Regions from separate parts of the Zea mays genome. Here region 1 is linked to region 2. A link is a contact called in public Hi-C data. All regions are on one chromosome and are shown on one strand. Each heading gives the region's core, a stretch centred on a gene start, on an enhancer-like site or on the middle of the called end of the contact. The rest is flanking DNA. Distances are from core to core; before and after follow the strand shown. Region 1 holds the start of LOC103637697 (replication factor C subunit 5). Region 2 holds the start of LOC111274019.

Region 1 (3,428 bases), core at 152-2,651, 200 kb before region 2:
CATATAAAGTACCTTCAGCTCAAATCTCTTTGTCTGTTCCTCTATCTGCGTATGTCAGGATGGAGAAAAAAATAACAAATTGTGAAGACACCGAGGTTTTAGCCATTTAGCTTCTTTAAATGAGGACTAGTAGTAATTTAAGCCAAGTTTGCCATAGTGACCTTGAGATCATGGGGGCCAAAAGCATCCCTTATAAGTGCCAGTACCATGCTTCTCTTCCCAACCGCCGGCGGGCCTTCAAAGATGAAATGTCTGCACTGGTGTGCAACAACCTGCATGCAACAGACGAACTTGCCCATGTATCAGATGAACTTGGCCACAATCCTAAAAGCTGCTCTGATACGAAACTGCAAGGCAAACTCTGAAGCAACGTTTGCAATGTGGTCGTGTGATCACCAACCAGCTGGTAGAGCTCGGCGGCGACGGTCTTGTTGCAGATGAACTCGTTGAGGACATTGGGCCGGTACTTGTCCGCCCACACGTACTTGTCGTCGGCCACCACGGGCAATGCGGCGGAGTCGGCGAGGGGCCGAGGGGACTCGTCGCTGTCCGTCTGCAGTGACGGAGACCTCGCTCTCGTCTTGGGCGAAGCTCTGAGCCAGGTTCCCCCACTTCCTCCCGCGACGGTAACGACCGGCGTCGCCTGGTGGTCGCTGCTCCCCGCGCTCTCGCCGGCGGACATGTCCGCTTCGGCAATGGCTTCGGATCCCGCCGCCGGCTCCTCTCTCTCCCTCGAAGGCCCCGTCGTGGGGACGACACTCACGGCGGGCGCCTCGTGGCGCGGCACCACCTCCGGCTCCGCCGCCGATGCAGCCGGTGTGAATGATGGTCTAGGCCGTGGCGGCGGGCTTGGCGCGCGGCACGGCTCCTCGAGTTCGCGCGCGACGGCGCCGCCGCCCTTGGGCAGGAAAGTGGCGCCCCAGCGGTGCAGTTTTACCATGAGCTCAGAGTGCAGCGGCCTGCCGCCCCTCTGGCCGGCCGGACGCCCGCAAGCCGGGACGAGGTACGGGAGGAGACCGCCCTGCCCGAAGCCCCCCTGGCGGCGGCGAGCCTCCCGGCGGCGGTCCTCGGCGATCACCGCGGAGAGCGTGGCGCCCGGCGAGGGGGTTTCCATGTCCGTGGTGATGTAACTTGGGAGCCAGAGAGCGGGAGGTTGACGCGGCGGTGTGTCTGGGCACTGGCATGGCATCTGCGTGGCGTGGCGCGAATAAGGAGGTGATGAAGCCAATGCACGGCGAGAAGAGCGAGGACGTCGACGGGGTCACCAACGCAACGCGATCGAGTGCTCTGCTCCGCTGGGACGGGGACTGGAGCCACTCAGATTTCTGCAGGACGTTGGGAATCATTCCAGAATTGTTCTCTTCTCTTCTGCATTTTTTTTTGCATATGCACCGGTCAGATCGGAGGATTTTTGCAGATGGCGTACATTCATTTGTCATCCTTACAATTGACTCTATATAATTGTTACAGGAGAGGAGAGAGAGCTTCCACTACATCTATATTTATGTTATTTTTTGTGTATGTAGCCAGCCACGCGGACACGCTACCGTGGCAAGGACTTGGATAGGCCATGTGAAAATGACTCGTGGTGCCCTGCCTCCCTTCTTTAGCCAGACGACAGCTACCCCAAACTTCTCCCATTGTTGCTCCATCTCTGGATCCCCTGATCCCCTCTCTTCAGTCTACGAGCTCAAGCCCAAGATTGCGCGGTGGAGACATGTCCCGGTGGGCCGGGGAAGTCATCGGCAATAAGGAGTAGGGCCTCGCAAGGTGGGTATGGGGGCAGATCTCACTGGTCAAGAGATCGACCGGTTAGATTCTATTATGTCTAGGATCAATTTCTAAGCCTCTAGAATACCAATCTATAACTGGAAAATCTCCGATGACGAGTAAATCTTCTACTGAGAGGAATAGGGGGACATACCTTCGTTGTTGTTGTGTTGACACGTCCTGGCTTGGTGTTGGTGGAGTGTGGCCGCCGCCGCCGCCGGTGTCACCTCCATTGCTCTGCAGAGGAACAGTAGGCATCAGAATCCGAGCCGTTAGTTGTCGCTCTTCCAGTCACTCCGACGCTTAGGCGATGGGGCCTCTGCGTGGATTAGGGTTTTGGGCAAGTACTAGCATTGGCTTTTCCTGCGACCCTTAATCCTTTATATATAGCGTCATGTGACCGGGGGCTCCAACCGAGATCAACATGGGCCCTCCCAATCAAGGGCCCGATTAAAGAGACGATTAGTTGGTTGAGTCCAATCTAGTCTCTAGTGACCGGCTATAGAGGACACACACAACAATCTCTCCTTTGTCCTCTACATTCATTATATTCAACTTTTCTGGATTCCATCCCTCAACAAAGTTTACACATAGAGACCAATGCGTGACAATGACCGATTAAGTATCAATGCACTCATTGAATACAACATGCTCCCCTGCTTCAGAATGAAAAGATATTTTACAAAGTTGCAATCTGTAGCCCCTGTGATTCAAGATCATAGGCACTCCCTTAAACCTATGCCGGCTACGTGTTGTCTTAACACGTTGGGTGGAAGGCTTTTGTGAGCGGATTCGCTAGCATCTGCTATCTATTGTTATGCTCAACTTTTATGGTTTGATCCTGAAATCTTCTCCTTAACAACATAACACTAAATGTCAATGAACTTAGCAGTGCCACTTGACTTGTTGGTATAAGAGTAAAATATTGTTGTCTCATTATCGCATTAAATTCTCAGTGGTCTTTCTATGCTATCAACCACTCTTAATCCGAGTATGAATCTCTTCATCTATATTGCCCGCCCATTTGCCTCATACATGGATGCAAACTCAGCGTGCACTGTCACGATGCTCTCGTTGTCTGTTTGCACCTCTTCCAAGAAATAACTCCCCTAGAGAGTGTACATACCCCAAAGTAGACTTTAGTGTATCTTTACAACCTCCTCAGTCAGCATCTGCAAAGCCAACTATTTGTAGGGAACTAGATCTTCTATATGTTAGCATGAGACATTTTAGTACCTTGCAGGTACCTTAGAGCCTTCTTAACTGCTTTAGAGCATCTCCAACAATGCCTTAAATTGGTGCCTTAAATTGAAATATAGGGCTCTACACAACAAAAATTACTCTAACAATGTCTCATTTTATAAAATTTAGTCAAAAAGTTATAGGGCACTCTCTCAAGTGCCTCAAATATACTACACCGTAGTAGGCTACCCTATAATTTATATTTGAGGCTTTACTGTTGGAGCAGAATATTTTGTTAGTGCACTAAATCCAATAAAATTTACTCATTTTTAAATTATAGGGCATTTTATAGGTCAACATTGTTATAGATGCTCTTATAGTGTTCTATGTCTGGGTTGATCTGATATCTCCCAAGCATCCCGATAGTAAATTCTAAGTTAGGGCGAATAGATATTTGAGCATACATAATGCTTTCG
Region 2 (3,616 bases), core at 513-3,012:
TGGAGGCTGGGCGACCAGCCTGGGGAACTGCGGGTGCACCGGCGCTGGCCATGGCAGCAGCTCGCGAGCGCTTTGCAAGCTGGAACGGACGTACGGCAGGAGGAGAAAAAGATAGACTTCGCCACTGATTTCCTTTACCATATGGACCTGCAAGGTTTACAGCATATACTAGATGCAGGAAATGTCATAAAACTCCTGTGGGAGAATACAACGCCGTGTAGTCGAAATTAAGACTAGTCATGCAGAACCATGGTCTTAATACAGTAACAACAATATCTGGTGCCAAATTTTGAGAAGGTGTCATGTTTGATATAGTTTAAGCCAAAGATCACAATTTTGTGAGTACAACCTAAGAAGCTCTGAAATGATGATCAAATTAACATAACTTAAATGAGGTCAGCTAAACGAAACATATTCAGAAATTATGTAGCACTAACCACTTATGGAGGTGCCAGACAAGATTACAAATCCAAGTAAAGTTAGCAACTTAGTATACACTGACCTTTCCACACTGTTCTTCATCTCTATTGCATACTCTCTCTTATCAGTCTGAGCACGCAGTGCACGTACAACAGGGCCTTTTGAGCTGTTCAGTACACGCTTTTGCAAGTAGCACCTATCAGAAGAAGATGCAATCAGTATGCTAAGATATCTTTGTTGATTAACTAGCAATCAAAATATGGACTCTCAGCCATTTGCACTCAGAGAAACTCATTCTCCAGGCAACAAGACGTTTGAACTCGTACCTATCGGTATTTTTTCCAATTTCACCACCAAAGGCATCTACCTCATGGACAAGTTGAGACTTTGCAGGGCCACCAACAGCAGGGTTACAAGGCTGGGTAGGGTAGATGAGTTGAAGCAGAACTACACTTCTAATACTAAAATTTAAATGGAATTCATTAACAAAGAATGTTTCCTTATAGTTATAGGCTATAGCATACTAAGATATGCAACATACTAATCAAAAATCATCTCTTCAGTTTCTATCGTACATTCATACCTTGGAACAGAATTTGTGCCCTACAAAAATGTTATCACAGGTAAGAGTTCACATTGCTAAATTTCTACACTGCAGGGTTTGATGGATCAATTCTTCATATAAGGGACATGATTTTTATTATCTAGCATCAGGAGTCAATGTTCAAGTAATTTCAGTAATGAACCTGACTAGAATATCTACCATCGGGGCAAAGCTAGCTCAGCGCAGACCTGCCACGCAATCCGGTCAATGTTGAGCGTAAAAGCAGGGTGCGCGCGCCGAGGCGAGACGAAGCAAGGGCGGCCTCGCATCCGGCATGGCCGCCTCCGACCACAATGCCAAACCTCGTTACCCGGTAGTACCAGGAGCAAGTGCATCTAGCGTCGGAGAGTGAGATCTGTGCGCGAGAGACAGAGAAGAAGAGAACCGTGACCGCAAGGGGGTGCGGCGGACGATCGACCGGCCCAGTGTTCGGAGCGGGGAGAGGAGACGGGAGAGGGAGAGCTTGAGGGTGAGAGGAGAAGGCAGAGTCTGACCTCAACAGCGGCGGCTGCGAGAGGAACCCTAGCGCGAGCTCCAGGCGAGGATAGAGGCGGCTGTGAGGACCCTGGCTCCAACCCTAGCGCGAGATCCAGGCGAGGCGGCTGCGCGAGCTCCAGGCGAGGCGAGGCGGCTGCGCGAGCTCCACGCCAGGACACAGGGAAGGGGCCTGCGCGTGCTCTGAGCTGCGAGGACAGGGAGCGAGTGGAGCCTGGCTCTGGAGAAACGGAGATTTTGGCCGTTTGTGATGGGCCTGGATGAGATGGTTATTTTGCACGAGCGTGACCTGGCTCAAACATTTGTTCAAGCAACCAAACACACGGCACTGTCAAAAACTGTATCCGATGGGCCCTGCACGAGCGCAAACAGGTAACCAATCAGCCCCTATATAATGGTCTCTCCCTTTGCAGGCTGCAGCTAGCTAGAGTAGGCCTAGAGCCGAGCCCGATCGAGCACGTCAATCAGCGGCACAGCATGGATGGGACTTGGACTATTCGATCGACTAGCTTTTGAGGTGTTTGGTTGCTCCTGCTAAAGTTTAGCTCGGGTCACATCAAGCGTTTGACTTTTAAATAGGAGTATGAAATATAGACCCAACCATCTGGACTAGATTCGTCTCGTCTTTTAATCTTCGGCTGACAAATTAGTTTTATAATCCGACTACATTTAATACCTGGAACGGAGGTTCAAACATTTGATGGGACAGGGGCTAAATTTTAGCGGGGTGTAACCAAACACCCCCGCCTGATGACCTGGCTAGCTAGGAGCAAACCCCCATGCATCATGCATATGATTAAGCTGAACCACTACACAACATATATAATCTAATTGTTATCCATCCCATAATCTCCAACATTGATCGTCGCTCCAACCACACAAACGGATACTCATGCCCTGCCGTCGGTACCAACCATCATCATGCCTGCCTGTGCCGCACCATCGGCAAGGCCTAGGCCCTACCCTTCGTTTCCCCATTTTCCTCTCCCATTCCAAGCTAGTCTTACTAGAACAAACCTGCCACCACCACCACCATTTTTTCTCATCTCAAAAGCTTGCACTACCATCAGTTCAGTTGCCCCCCCCCCCCCCCCCCCCCGCCTTGTCCGGCCCAAAAGTGCAGAGACATGGATTCATACTGTACAGGATGATTAGGGGGTGGGAAATTGCAAATAAAACCGGATATTACTGTGCTCCGGCCCCATGATGGATTGATTACCCATGCATTTACTTATACTAGTCGGTTACCCGTACGTTGCGACGGCTCACAATAATACTCACGTAAATTATCCACCAAAAAGATTTCAAGATTTTTTATTAATTGTCTCTGCTCTTCCCATAATAATTTTTATAAATGCACGGGTCCCATAGGTAGCAAATCAGAGACTCTCATCCCTCGCCTCCATCACTTTCATGGTTTCGTAGAGTAGGAGGGGAAGGGAAGAGGCAGACATACTTGTTCGTTGCCGGAGAAGGACACAACAAATACCTGGGCATCTGGAGGCGACATAGGTAGCATACGGCTAGATATATAAGGAGAGAGCATGCAAGCGGAGAAAGAAGCCTAGCCGGAGCAACTCCAAACCGAGAGGCACCTGCACCAGGCGTCAATCCAAGGAGGGCGAGAGAATGTGAGTGTTTTTCCCAACCCTGGACCCGCCGAAGCGACACAACACCACCACCAACTCTGTAGCATATGACGATTGTTGGCACGCTACGGGTCTTGGTTGTCCAATATCTCAGACCTGGGCATCTGGAGGCGACATAGGTAGCATACCGCTAGATATATAAGGAGAGAGCATGCAAGCCGAGAAAGAAGCCTAGCCGGAGCAACTCCAAACCGAGAGGCACCCGCACCAGGCGTCAATCCGAGGAGGGCGAGAGAATGCGAGTGTTTTTCCCAACCTTGGACCCGCCGAAGCGACACAACACCACCACCAACTATGTAGCATATGCCAACTGCTGGCACGCTACGGGCCTTGGTTGTCCAATATCTCAGACCTAGACCCTCATCGCCAAGATAACCTAAGTGTGGCAGGCACCACCATGTCCTCCTCGACGACACACACGAAAAAGGCAAGGAGCATGACCGACTCG

The links. A called contact is a pair of places that touch in the nucleus more often than the background predicts.
Region 1: a contact with region 2 is called in a Hi-C map of ear, with 4 times the contacts expected there. The contact joins the promoter of LOC103637697 here to the promoter of LOC111274019 in region 2. A contact is called at or near these places in 10 of 25 Hi-C or Micro-C datasets (bundle sheath, ear, leaf and 2 more).

The regions. Positions count from the first base shown.
Region 1 is chr1:100,468,205-100,471,632 of Zm-B73-REFERENCE-NAM-5.0, reverse strand. It overlaps LOC103637697 (replication factor C subunit 5), which reads right to left and starts at 1,401. Exons shown (of 11, transcript XM_008660366.4): 1 at 401-1,401; 2 at 162-272; 3 at 13-45. The coding sequence starts at 1,189.
Region 2 is chr1:100,270,724-100,274,339 of Zm-B73-REFERENCE-NAM-5.0, reverse strand. It overlaps LOC111274019, which reads right to left and starts at 1,762. Exons shown (of 2, transcript NM_001357142.1): 1 at 1,519-1,762; 2 at 1-616. The coding sequence starts at 141.